Regions from separate parts of the Danio rerio genome. Here region 1 is linked to region 2. Evidence: chromatin contacts called from public HiChIP or PLAC-seq data. All regions are on one chromosome and are shown on one strand. The core of a region is the stretch at or near the end of the contact, and the rest is flanking DNA. Distances in the headings are between cores, read along the strand shown. Region 1 holds the start of rab5aa (RAB5A, member RAS oncogene family, a). Region 2 holds the start of oxnad1 (oxidoreductase NAD-binding domain containing 1).

Region 1 (6,803 bases), core at 3,567-6,066, 430 kb before region 2:
ATCTATTCGTTCTTCTCTTTTTTCCTCTATACAGAGCTCACTTACAGGGAATCGCTAATCTTGGTTTTAGCAATAGCGACTAATAACTCAAAAGCTATTTTCGGTTTGGACACTTTAAAAACACTGGATGATTCAATACTGAATTGATTTACGCATCTCTGTCATGCTTTCTACTTTACGGCTGAACATATGACAATGTGACAAGTCACAGTGAACTCCCATTTATATTCAAACATACAAAATGAAGCCAATTATACAGTTTTAGATATGAAACAACCAATAATATTCAATATAATGTTTATTGTTCAACACCTCTTCACCTTTGACATTATTTAGTAAGGATACACAACCATCACCATTTCCCTAAAAACATTAGATAAGATCATGTGACACTACAGACTGCTATAATGGCTGCTCATTTAATTGCAAAATACAGCTTAAATGCCACACATGATTAGATTACTTTTTATTATATCTTCAAATAGAAAAGTATAAAATTGTAATACACACCAATATTCTTCTTTGTACAGTATTTCTTTCTGATCAAATAATGCAGCCTTAGTGAGCATATAAGGCTTTTTTCAAACACATTTCATTTGTTTGTGTGTAAAACAATTTTTGTTAGGATCCAGTTTAGGCTTATTGAACTACTTCATACAGAATAAAACAATACAAGTCTATTGCAAAACTGCACAAAGCAAGCTGCACAATCGTAAAATGTACCTTAGAATGTTAAAAGATCCTAAAAAGGATGTTAGGTCCTAAAAAGAACCTAACATCCTAAGCAAAAAAGGTCTATTATACATTTTTTAAAGAAGAAACCTACTAAAACTTAGTTTAGCAAGTTTGCACACCAATATCATCTTATTGGAATTGCAAAAAAATCACTTAATGACATATTGAAAGACTATGCAAGGATGACACTGCACACATAAAACTCTAATTATTATAATTTTAAATCTACACTTTGCATCTATTCTTCAAAATCACTTAAATAAATACTTACCATCAAGTATGATAACACATAAGTTTAACAAGTGCACGTCAGAATAAGTATGTTGTTTAATTTTATTTCATAAATATATCTCTTACTTTGAATGACTGCAAAAGAAAAAGAATGACTATTTGAATAACAATATTTTTAGAACTGTATTAATAAATTAGTTAACTAATTACTTCAGCGGTATTTCATTCATGTTCAGAATGTCCCTGCTTGCTTAGCTTATCAATTTGATTTTGATCTACTTAATATGTATTGCGGTGTTTATGAATAGTTTCATTAATTTGCCAACATGAATGACATTGTCAGAATGGGCATTTCATAATTCTCAAATGATCTCTTTAAAACTTATGACACAGCTTCTGTCCTGAGAGTGGTAATTCTTGACAATTGCAATCTTTAATATAGTTCTCATCTCCTTGCTAAGAGTGCTGCCATAGCAACTGGGGTAGTGTTTTTTGTTGTGCCTTGCAACTCTTTCAATCAATAAGATGATAAAACATATATATACATTATGTTATACATTAGTAGGGCTGCACGATATTGGAAAAATCCGATATCGCGAAATTTTATTTTTCTGCAATAAATTTTTCGATTTGAAACGAAGGTTTGAATAGCTCTATTTGACGGTGCTGACTGACTGACTGGGGGGTGCATAATGCGTGAGGCCAGGAAACACGATGTAGCCCTTTCACTTTACTTCAGGACGCATTAATACCGCTCCGTAGGTCTATTGAGACATTCATAAATATTTCTAGCAAATCTAATCAATGTTGGAGACATACTTATTACATAAACGCACTAAATCGCACTTTAGCAGCATTTATTTAAGAGCGCACAAGAAGATTTGTGCTTGAGCAGCATATGTTTGAGGGGCGTGTAGGAAGTTTTGTGCACGAGCAGAGGAAATCGGCACACAAGCAAAGAGATTTACATGCTTGTTGGCTATAAATGCGATCTCGACAAACAACATTTGTCATTGAAATAACGCCACAGGTAGTTGGTAGATCTGTGTATAAAAAAAGGCCTGTCGCCACCGCTGGAAAAAATCCTAGAGAAAACATTTCAATGCAAAAAAAAAAAATGCTTTTCTTCCTTTGCTTTGTTCTGTTTTTAGTCCAGATATCTAACAATTCTTAGATCAAATAAAAATTGTTTTATTTTCACCGTCAGAAGAAATTAATAGTTTTTTCCCCTTAAAAACAGGCAAAGTTATCTGCCAATGTGGTAAGTAAAATAATCTTGTTTTCGTTTAGAAATGTAGAGATTTGGACTAGAAAAAAAATAAAATAAAAAATATATATAAGAAAACCTTCTTCATTTTTGGTCACTTTATTTTGATAGTCCATTTGTTGAATTTAAGTTACATTGCATCTACATGCTAACTAATTCTCATTAGATTATAAGTAGATTTGTTAGGTTGGGGTTAAGGTTAGTGTAAGTATAGATATTAAGCAGACAGTCTACTAATACTTAAATGGATAACATTTCTATTGATTGTACCATACTTCTTTCAGTTTTGTATCTGTATTTGTTGTAATGTATTGTTATTATTGCAATAAAAAATAAATAAATAATACTTAAATGGACCATCAAAATAATGTGTTATCTAATTGTGTGTGCTGAAATGTTCTAAACTCTGTTGAAATGCTCAGTCACGGTCCTCAAAAACACATGCAAACTCTACAAATCACATGTGTTCTGTGGCTCCTGGTCAACTATATTTCAGATTGCAGATGCGCACATTGCGATATCGATGCTGAAACGATATATTGTGCAGCTCTAATGTATAGTTTAATTCAATAAACAGGTGGTGTACCACAGAATATGTGCATCTCTCTGAATGTCAAAAAAAGATTACCTAAAACTTTTACTTCAATACACATTGCACGCTATCAACTGACAATTCTGCACTAGTAAAGATAACACAATTACTCAAAACATATGCTGATTTTTCAAAGGGTCTAACAATAAAATCTAACATGTCTTAAAATGATAAGTAGTTTAGCAACTTTATTATATTATTATATTGATATTACTATAAAAATGTGAAATTATCAAATATTTATAAACTCACTTTACTATCAAATCTTTAACCTATCAAATATATCAAAACTTTCTTTAGATTTAAGACTTACAAACATCCTTAATTTTTCAATAATATTTTGAGTCAACATATTATTTCTACAGACAAAAACACAGAAAACCACTGCTTCATTGAACATAATTTACATAGCTGAAATACATGTCTGTAGCCATGGTAACCCATTCTCGCATAGAATGTCCTGACTAAGCAGACACAACAAGCAGGCCCATTTAGCTCAATGAAACAATTCAGCAGCTGGAGAAACATGTCACTTCCCAATTAAGTGCACACATATTTGGGTTACAAAACCACAGAAAAATCCACCAACTGTCAATAATAAAAGCCTAAAAGAGCCTTCAAAACACTTTCTAAACTCCGCTATTACTGCCGTTGTGAAATAGGAGAGCATAAAAACAGAATGCCCATGTGGGTTTGCAGCATCACAAGCTGAACTTTCTATAAGAGACACCGAGATCTGCTTTCACACTGACATCAGATTAACAACAGGATCTCTATCTGCATAACAGGACATAAACTAATTCCTTGAGAAGCAGGCCTGTCGTTTCTGGTTTAAGATAACCAAACCATGTCAAAATGTTGTATATTCATACTTTAAATAAAATTACATGGTTGCCCTAAATTTTTAAGTTGAATTAAACTAATTTTGTGCATATTTTTAACTTAAAATTCATTAAATTGACTTAAAAACATATGTTGCCATGACTGAATGATCATACAGTTTTAACAGCGTAGATTTGCTGTTAACGTTACATATATAGCAGCGGATTTAACAACCACATTTGTTGTTTCACACTTTCCCAGTACAATATTGCTACTTGCTAACATACAAACCTCAAAAGTGAAAGAAAAAAGTACAGTGTTTGGATGAAGTTTTTGCATGACACTGCAAAAATCATATCTTCTCTGTAAGAATTTAATCAGCTTCTTCTGGAAGGATTGTAGTGTCATTTTAATGACAGACCTAACACAAACAAACCTGTGATTTCTGTGTTGAAGGTTGACACAGTCATTCTGACCATGAATCATCCACTCAAAATAAACCCGTTTTATCACATCGCTTCCTCAAGTAAAAAAAAAAGCAAGTCGACATTAGACTTTAAATCGCCCAACTTAAACAATCTCTCTGTTTTTCAATACAGCCCTAAGCTTCAAGCCAAGGAACAAGCTGTCTTGTTCCTTGCAAAGACAGCCCACATCAGGTCAGATGCCAAATCTGTTGAACTCCAGTAATCGGCCATAAATCTAGAAGAATTAGTTAATAACGAGAATATAATACAGCGATAAGCAACTTTCACTCCAGCATTCCCACCCTGTTTGGAGCCAAACTGCATTTCGACATAAGCTTCAGCTAAGCAAACAACGCAGGATGACTATATATTCAAGCTTTTAAGAAAAAAATATTACGTATAAAGCATATACTTGGCTGAAAAGAACCGATCTGATGACTTAAGAAGTCAGACTAAGGACAAGGGGCCTGTAACATTTTGTCGACATCTAGCAAGCTAAAGTGGCTACCTAGCTTGAGGGATACGCCAAAGCAGTAAACGGCGCATTGAGCGGAGGTATTCGGTGTCTTTTTACCTGAATGACAGCCGACAGGTTGCTTGAACTGATTTCCGACGACGGGGTAATTAAATTTTTGAGAGGTCTTCCTTATTATTGGGGTCGGTTAGAGGGAATTTTACCAACCCCGATCAAGTCTCCTCCTTTCTTTTCTCTCGCAACTTCCCCTTTAGAACCAAAACACAAACAAGCGTTTCCGCCCCTCAAACATGCCACGTCAGATGACACTTCCGCCCTGAAATGACGTGCTTCCTCCAGGTCGAATCAGTCTGGTCAAACATGTGTTGTACAGTTTATGTTTAAAACAAGGAACATCATGACGGTTTAATTTTTTTAAATATAATATGCCTAACTTACTATCTAAAAAAAAAACAAAAAAGTATATATAATTCAATGTTTATAGGCCTATATGAAAGGACTCGGATTGACTTCAAGTTATTCACATGCGTATTTGAGGTTATGAATGCAAACTAAAAGCAATTCAAATTGAATGTAATGTTATAAACACAGTAACAGATTTTTTAAATACAAAATAAATTCATTGGCGGGCATCATGGTGGTGCAGTGGGTAGCACAAACGCCTCACAGCAAGAAGGTTGCTGGTTCAAGCCTTGGCTGAGTGAGTTGGCATTTCTAAGTGGAGTTAGCATGTTCTTCACATGTTCACGTAGGTTTCCTCCAGGTGCTTCAGTTTCCCCCACAAGTCCAAAGACATGCGGTGTAGGTGAATTGAACAAGCTAAACTGGCTATAGTGTATGTGTGTGAAAGAGAGTGTATGGATATTTCCCAGTTATGGGTTGCAGCTGGAAGGGCATCCGCTGCGTAAAACATATTCTGGATAAGTTCATTCCGCTGTGGCGACCTCAGATTAAAAAAGGAACTAAGCTGAAAGAAAAAATTAATCAATGAATACAATTTCACCAGATGGCTTGATGAGCTCCATTTTAAAAGATTAAAATTTATCTCAATTGTATCTCAATAATTCAGATCGACTAGGGTGATGAAGTCTTTTTCTTTGCCTTACATCTGCATAAAATCGAATAAATTAAGCATATATAACAATGGTCTCAAACTCCATTCCTGGAGAGCCGCGGCTCTGCATTGTTTTTGCTCCAACCATGGGCGTTGCTAGGCCTATTTTAGGGGGGCTGTAGCCCCTTATATTTCTACTCAACCCCCCTAAAACTTTTGCGGTTAGCTCATAAATTGTACATTAAATTATCACCTCAGTCCTTTTTAAATTTGCTAAGAAAATGGCAGCTGAATTTGGCTCCTCCTCGTCTTTCATCATCATCATCATATTCTTGTCGGCTTAGTCCCTTTATTAATCTGGGGTCGCCATAGCGAAATGAACCGCCAACTTATCCAGCAAGTTTTTATGCAGCGGATGCCCTTCCAGCCGCAACCCATCTCTGGGAAATCCTCGTCTTTTGTTTATAATTTTTTAATAAACACCACCTGCAGTGGGGTTTTTACGGCGTTCACCTCATCAGCACAGCTGTCTCCTCCAGCAAAAAGTGTAAATCTTAACAAACATTTAGCTAATTTTATTTCAAAATGAACTACCAATATAAAACACTTTACAGTGTGTGTGGCATTATCTATACCAGGGGTGTCCAAACTCGGTTCTGGAGGGCCGGTGCCCTGGAGAGTTTAGCTCCAACCCTAATCAAACACACCTAAACTAGCTAATCAAGCTCTTGGTAGATTTACTGGAAACTTCCTGGCAGCTGTGTTTAAGCAAGTTGGATCTAAACTCAGCAGGACACCAACCCTCCAGGATTGAGTTTGGACACCCCTGAACTATACCATGCAGTCTTGCGCAGAAAGGATTAAACATAGTGATAGAACCACTTAGAGACGTACTCGCTTTAACTGTCACTAAGTCACTATTACTATTAAATTACTACTTAAAATTGTAATATTTAGCTTTTTCAACTCACACCTGCTTAATTCACCTTATTCTTTGCCGACGAGCGGGCGCAGCCATTTGAATCTTTTTGGCTCGAGACTTCCAGTTTCATTCACTTCCATTCATTTTTAGACATTAAAAACTGCTCGTTTCACTTTTTGATGTTGCTAACTGATATTTTCTTATTACATTATTCTACTTGGTCTGTATAGTCATGCAA
Region 2 (7,081 bases), core at 658-3,157:
ATACATAGAATTTACACATTGTATCCTCCCATATTTAAAATAGCTCTGCATAATACTGGGAAAATAGGTAATGTTGTTAAATGTTTCAACAAAACAATATTTCTTATGATATAACATTTCCCTATAAAAATTGTATTTTCATTAGCTATCTTTTTAAATGATTTTAAATTTATGTAATGAAATTAAAATAGGTGAAAGATATTTCAAGATCTAATTAAATCTGATAACTGAGTGAAAACCTAAGCAGATATTCTGACTCTGATTGGCTGTAGTCATATTCCTCCGCCATTATTAGTATTTTTTTTTTTTTTTTTTTTTTTTTTGAGCTCTGGGTTTACCTTTGGGCCGCTCCAGCCAATAGCAAAACATTTTGAGGAGGTGCTGGTAAAAATAGTAATGCCCTATCTGATTGGTCAAATTTAGATAAACAACCAATGCATAAAATAAATGTCATTTATTTTATTATTACTATTATTATTATTTTATTCATAATGTCATGTCATTTATCACAATAACAATCATTTTGCGATATATTGCACAGCCCTAATTTAAAATGTTTTATGCTATGTAGCTGTACAAACGGGAGTCATTATTTATTTGTATTACTCCAAATCTACACACAGTCATGTTCAACTAAATATAAAGTTCTATAACATCGTTTCACAATAAAATTAGTGTTAAATAAATGCCCATTTGAAAATAACCATGGTTTTAAAGGGGACCCATGACATCCCTTTTTGTGACTGTCACTTTAAATTCAACTGATCATTTTTTTTCCAAAAAAGACAGAGCTAAAAGTTTACACTTATGAGGGAGAGATAGTCACTAATTGGTTGGGCTTTCCCCCTCCAATGACATGTACAAAGGGAGAATGTCAATCAAAATGTTTCTACAAGCTGGCTTTATGAAGTGTGATTATAAAAAAATATAATTAAAACAATGTTTACCATTAGAGCCTGGCTATGTTTACACACTGTTGCCACACAACTGTGTTTAAACCTCTTATAAAAGTGATTTTTGCATATTAGGTCCCCTTTAATACAAATGAACATAGAAAGTTAAACCATAATTTGCAATAATTTGTCATGATTTGTAAACGAACCACTAAACCAAATGCAAATGATAATCAATTTGCCAAAATATGCATTAGTAAATATAGAACTATGACTAATAAATACTGCACAAGTATTGTACTCTTAATTCAAGTTAGTAAATACAGTAACTAGCGTTAACTAACGAACCTTAATGTAAAGTGCAACACAGTGGGTTAACAATAACCAACAATGAAAGATTTTTCCACCGACTAATATTAACAAAAAATAAACACTGTAATTACTACTGTAATAAATGTGTTTTTGCATCTTTGTTCGTGCTAGTAAAAATACATTAACTAATGGAACCTTTTTGAAAAGTGTTACTAACTGAAACAACTTAACGTTCGATTACATCATCTTGAATTTAGTCTTGTGACAAATCAAATGACACACTGGTGGACCTAAAACACAAAACAAGTGTCTGAACTTTCACCTACAAGGCTCCAACATTTGTTAACCATTTATAAAGACCCAAGCAAGAATCTATAACTAAAAAGTCAAGATTTTCATCTAAAAAACAGAAAACAAATCTAAGAAAACTCACCATTTGTCGATGAACACTAGCAGTTCTCTCTAGATGGTCAGTCCGTCTCCTGGATGTCATTTTTCTGAAACACATTTAGGGTCGTATAGTTTATACACTAAAACAATGACTTTGTCTCATATACTACATACTTTTTTGTGGATGTTTTGTAGCATGCCGACTAGGTAGGCTGCTTACCAGGTTTTAGGACACAACCTTAGTGTCCAAAGCCTCTAGAAACAGCAGTGGATTCTGGACGATACTCACCGTGTGACTGTGACTTTGTCTGAACACAACACAGCAGGTCTGAACAGTCCTGATCCACCGGAGAAACCTCTGGCCACCGTTCGTACAAAGCACGGGGCACTCATGGTCAGATGTGACGGGAGGAACTCTGTCAAACACCTTATAACATTATCAGACAGAAAGGGCAGTTCGTCTTTTAATAATAATAACCAACGACACTGAAATATCAGAATTTCTTTTTAACAGCCAATATATAAAGACATTCACACGTGTGAGAAACAAGCAAATTAGTGTTATTAACTAAATTATTGGTTTTATTTTTAATATCTCTTTAGGTTTAATTTTAAACAGTAGGTGAAAATAAATCGAACACATCGTAATGAATACATATATTTATCAAGAGGAATACTTTACGTAAAAATCATTCACCTCTGTCACTCTTCTGCTCCGGTGAGTGACGTTTCTTCTTCGTCTGTGTTTACGGTGGGTGATTCGAGACTGTACTGCCATCTTGCGGTGGTATTTGAGTTAGAACTGGATAAAGAAGTTAGATTTTAGATTATTTAGATTACTAAATATCCATATAAATCTCACTCCATAAACAATATAAATTACACTTATATAAACTACACTGTGTCGCCCACAGTATAATCAAATCAAATAAATAAAAAACATTTCATACACGTCATTCATGACATACATTTTATTGTTTCTTTCATTTTCAGACAAATTAATCCTTCTTTAGAAAATTTTAGTTGATAAGAAATCTAAATACCAGTATATGTATAGTAGAAAAAAATATAGGTATTCTGCAAAATATATATTACTCTTCTCCTAATTAACATTTACAGTACTGTTGATTTTATGAACAGTTTTTAAGGTAAATAAACTGTAATTAAGTTACCTAATAATTAAAAGTAAACCCTTCTTTATTTTATCAATGGATTTAAAATTATTATTATTAGTAGTAGTAGTAGTAGTAGTAGTAGTAGTAGTAGTAGTAGTAGTAGTAGTAGTCGTTGTCATAGTAGTATAACCTTTATTTTACCAGGAAAGACATTGAGATAAAAAAAAAAATCTGACCTGTGAAAAAAAGTGTCCTGGTCAAGATTTCACATGGAAAAAAAAAATGTTTAGTTACCATGAATCACACATTGACAAACAAACTATTAAACTATTCATCTACAATATGTTTCAATTTCTAAATCACTTATACTTTTTTAAAAAGCATTTAGTGAAATCAATTCTTTAAACTGCAACTTTTTTCATTAGCCCTCATGTGATTTCGTGATTAGTTTAAAAATAGTTGTTGAGTTTTATTTAAGGTGACGCAGTGGAGCAGTGGGTAGCACTATCGCCTCACAGCAAGAAGGTCGCTGGTTTGAGCCTTGGCTGGGTCATTTGACGTTTCTGTGTGGAGTTTGCATGTACTCCTCATGTTTGCTTGGGTTTCCCTCACAAGTCCAAAGACATGTGGTACAGGGTAGGCTAAATTGTCCATAGTCTATATGTGTGAATGAGTGTGGATGTTTTTTAGTTATGGGTTGCAGCTGGAAGGGAATCCGCTACATAAAACATGTGCTAAATAAGTTGGCTGTTCATTCCTGGTAACCTCGGATTAATAAAAAGGATTAAAAAAAAAGAAAATGAATGAATGAAAAAAGTTTTATTTAACAGAAACATATTTCAACACATTTGTATTAAATTGTTTAATAATTAACTTCTTTTGTCTTTATTAAAATATTTTTCTTTGGCCTTTACCAAAATTTGTTTTTAAATTATGTCTTTGTTTAAAATAAAAATCTGCTTTTATTTTAGTCAAAAAAGACTTAGAGAGAGATAGAAATATAGAGAGAAATTACTGTGAAAATTTCTTTGGTCTGTTAAGCATAATTTTTTTAATTGAAAAATAATTTTAATTTTACATGGGGGCTAAAAATTGAGACTTCAACTATTAATAACATAATATTGTTGAAATGGGTTGGGTTGAAATGATATTAATTCAACAATAAAATAGAAAGACAATTATTGTAAAATTTGAAGACTAGAATAATTTGTTTACCTGCATTTCAATGTGACCATGAACTGGAACTCTGAAGGTGATTTTAAACTATTTAAATTTTGTATAAACTTTCTGAGGGATTTCATGTAAAAAGCATAAATTTGCTATTTTAGGGGTTAGATTGAGCAAGGAAATACTTAAATTGTTTGCATTAAGTATTATTAAGTATTCCACATTTGAATTATTTTTACTAAATGTCACACATATAGTTTAAGGACTGAGTTCAGTAACTTGCATAATTTGTTGCACATTGCCTTTCCTCCCAAATTAAGAAGCATAGATCTAAAATTAGCCTAATATACTAAGCAAATATTTGGGAATATATTCAAAGCTAAAGAATGATGTGCTATGACTTTTAAAAATGCCATTTAAAAGACAAAAACCAAAGTGATATCTGAATTTGAATATAGTCATGGCATGCACAATTAAGAAGATATCATAATCATATTGTGAGCACTCCAATTACAACTACTTATTGTTGGAATCTAATTAGATGATATTAGCACAAGAACACGTGATACATGATCTCATTTTACTGAAGAAGTGCTATAGCTTTGAAATTATCAATATATAGCCTAATATTTTTTATTGTACTATATTATTATATAAAATAAAAGCCAGACAAGGCTGGAAAGGTTCATGACAAAAGTATATGCATGTGCCTTAGTAGAATAAATGTTAACTTGTGACCCAAACATTGGTATAGCCTAATTTTGGTAAAAAATGAAACACTAAAACATTACAAAAAAACTATTTTATTCTAAATTGCAAATGCGTGTTTTTTTATTTTCGTGTTTTCATGTTTTAGTGTCTATGTACACGAACAGGAGTGAAGTCAAACAAATGTCACGGAAAGTCACGCCATTATGATTACATCAAAAACTGGGAGGAACTTTAAGTCTGAGCTCGTGAGAGACGCATCAAAGCATGTGATGGGTAACATGCCAGTTTTATTTTCTGGGCAAACTAAAGTTGATCATAAAGTAACGCATTTACAATTATAGATTCAATAATTGTCAGACTATATCATAATTGCTTTCCATTTTTTTCCAGATTGACTTATAGCTACCTATTCTTGTCCACATAGCGTTGGACAGGACAAGCTCTTTACAAAAGTGGATCTGTAATATCGTTCGTCCCTTGACCTGCAGCTGTTTCTCAATCTCTTGTCACTTGAAAGCGCACGGAATGGGTCTGTGCAAATGTCTCAAACGTCTTATGACATCCGGATTTAAATAATGTAGGCTATTTAACGGTTTGCAATTAGAAGCCATGTTTTTTTTCTTATATTACCACAATCGTTTGCTCATTTCAAAAGCCAAAAGAACAACACAAACATTTAATTCAAAATAATTCATGCACGCAAATGTAATTTGTTCATTTAAATGTGCTGCGCATTTAATAGCTATACATTTTTAAGTAGCCTACAGTATTTAGCCTTAATACAGTTCAACTGTTTAGAAAACTTCAATGTTTTGTAATAAAAGTCACAATATTTCATATTTATTCTGTCTATTTTTGTTTAGTCCACATACCACCTACATTTTTGCCACGCTCAACTTTTGTCCTGCAAATGTAAATACTTTTAATAGTTATTTTTAACATTAGTTATAATTATTTGAAAATATTTTCACATTTTAAATGATTCTCACGTTTAAAAACTTTTCTTGCCTTAATTCGTATGTTCTGTAGGGTATTTTATTAGTATTTCAAAAATTGTCAATGATGTTCTTGATACAAACAACCATATTTTGACAATGCTATTTTGCACTCGAGAATTAAGTGGAAAAACATATTTTGACCTTTATGACCCAAGGTTAGTTATTCTATAGGTCGAATTTAAGACTTGTATAGGTTAAAAATAAGGCAGTTTCTTGATTATCATGGATTATTAATATTACAAATATCTAAAAAAAACAACTTAGTTTTAAGTTATGATTATGCTTACTTATTGAGTTCATCGTTGAATTCAGGATCATAAATTGTGTCGAAAATCCATGTTTTTTGAAAGAAATGAATAGTACAAAAATTGCTATAATCTTGAACCATGCAAAACATGCCACATTTTCACCATCACTTACCTTTTACGTAATACTTGGCTTTCATTTTTGTACAGTGTAAAAACTATACCAAACGAACAAACAATTGAACACAAATGCAGCATTGAAAGTTAATTTCTACATCCATATAATCATCGTATAATCACAATTTGTATTTGTGTAATGAAATAGTGTTAATAAATGAGACTTTCACACATTAAATTAATTTTTTTTTCAATCCACATCAATTTGTTAAAAGTGTCAAATTATCTTAATCGATTTGTGTTGGGACAACATGAATGAATTGTGTGTAACCCTGCATCTTTTACAGTGTTGTTATACAATTTCTTGTCATTGACTGTCACAGAATGCTATTTGGATTTGTGTTTAGCCCATTTGTGTTTGTGTTGACATTATAACTAAAAAACTGGGATCAATGATTCTTGGATCAATTACATTTCATATGAGATGGTGATATATTTGCTTATAATAATATAATATACAAGACTACATAAAAATAAAGTCGCCAATCGGAGAAAATTAAAGAAGTTGATTTTAAAATCTACTGTAGTAACAGCAAGGGTTAAGTAAAGACGAAACTCCACTCCGCCCGCGCGCATCCACGTCCTAATGAAGAATCAGATGCGCCTTATTACAGGAACGTCACATGATTGTTGTATTAAATTAGAGTGACTGAGGGAGGAGAACGACAGCAGAAGACAGTTGAGGAGATTGGGATCAACCAGCCAGGGTGTCGTAGGGGGGCATACAAGGAAAAAGTCCTTGGATAGTTCAGTTTTCATAAAATTTTCAACTAATCCACAAATCGACATGATGCGACTGGAGCTGTTATTTGTGCTGGCCTGGGCATTTTTTGTTCCTGGAACGAACAGTAAAAAAAGTGAGTAAGAAGATGTTTAACTACAAGATTGAGCACTGTCAGTGTTAATGCCAGGCTACACTTATATCCAAGTTGTAAAGCGGCAAGACTAAAATTTAAGTTTTAAATAAGTAAAGATGATAATTTTTAAACTAACCTACTATTTGGACTAGCTGTTTTAGACTTTTAGTTGTCTTGTCTATTTTTAAACACTAAAATAAAAAACCAAAGGATCAT

The links. HiChIP or PLAC-seq counts read pairs in DNA pulled down with a chosen protein or histone mark.
Region 1: an H3K4me3 HiChIP or PLAC-seq map of embryo shows a contact between it and region 2, with 3 times the contacts expected there. The contact joins the promoter of rab5aa here to the promoter of oxnad1 in region 2. A contact is called at or near these places in 1 of 18 Hi-C or Micro-C datasets (hematopoietic stem cells) and 1 of 4 datasets of contacts at active chromatin or transcription factors (embryo).

What each region holds. Positions count from the first base shown.
Region 1 is chr19:23,106,582-23,113,384 of GRCz12tu, reverse strand. It overlaps rab5aa (RAB5A, member RAS oncogene family, a), which reads right to left and starts at 4,816. Exons shown (of 6, transcript NM_201485.1): 1 at 4,689-4,816.
Region 2 is chr19:22,669,396-22,676,476 of GRCz12tu, reverse strand. It overlaps oxnad1 (oxidoreductase NAD-binding domain containing 1), which reads right to left and starts at 1,907. Exons shown (of 7, transcript NM_001110456.1): 1 at 1,816-1,907; 2 at 1,639-1,702. The coding sequence starts at 1,698. gpnmb (glycoprotein (transmembrane) nmb) reads left to right here and starts at 6,673. Exons shown (of 12, transcript XM_686712.11): 1 at 6,673-6,865. The coding sequence starts at 6,796. It also overlaps a transcript of pals2b not described here.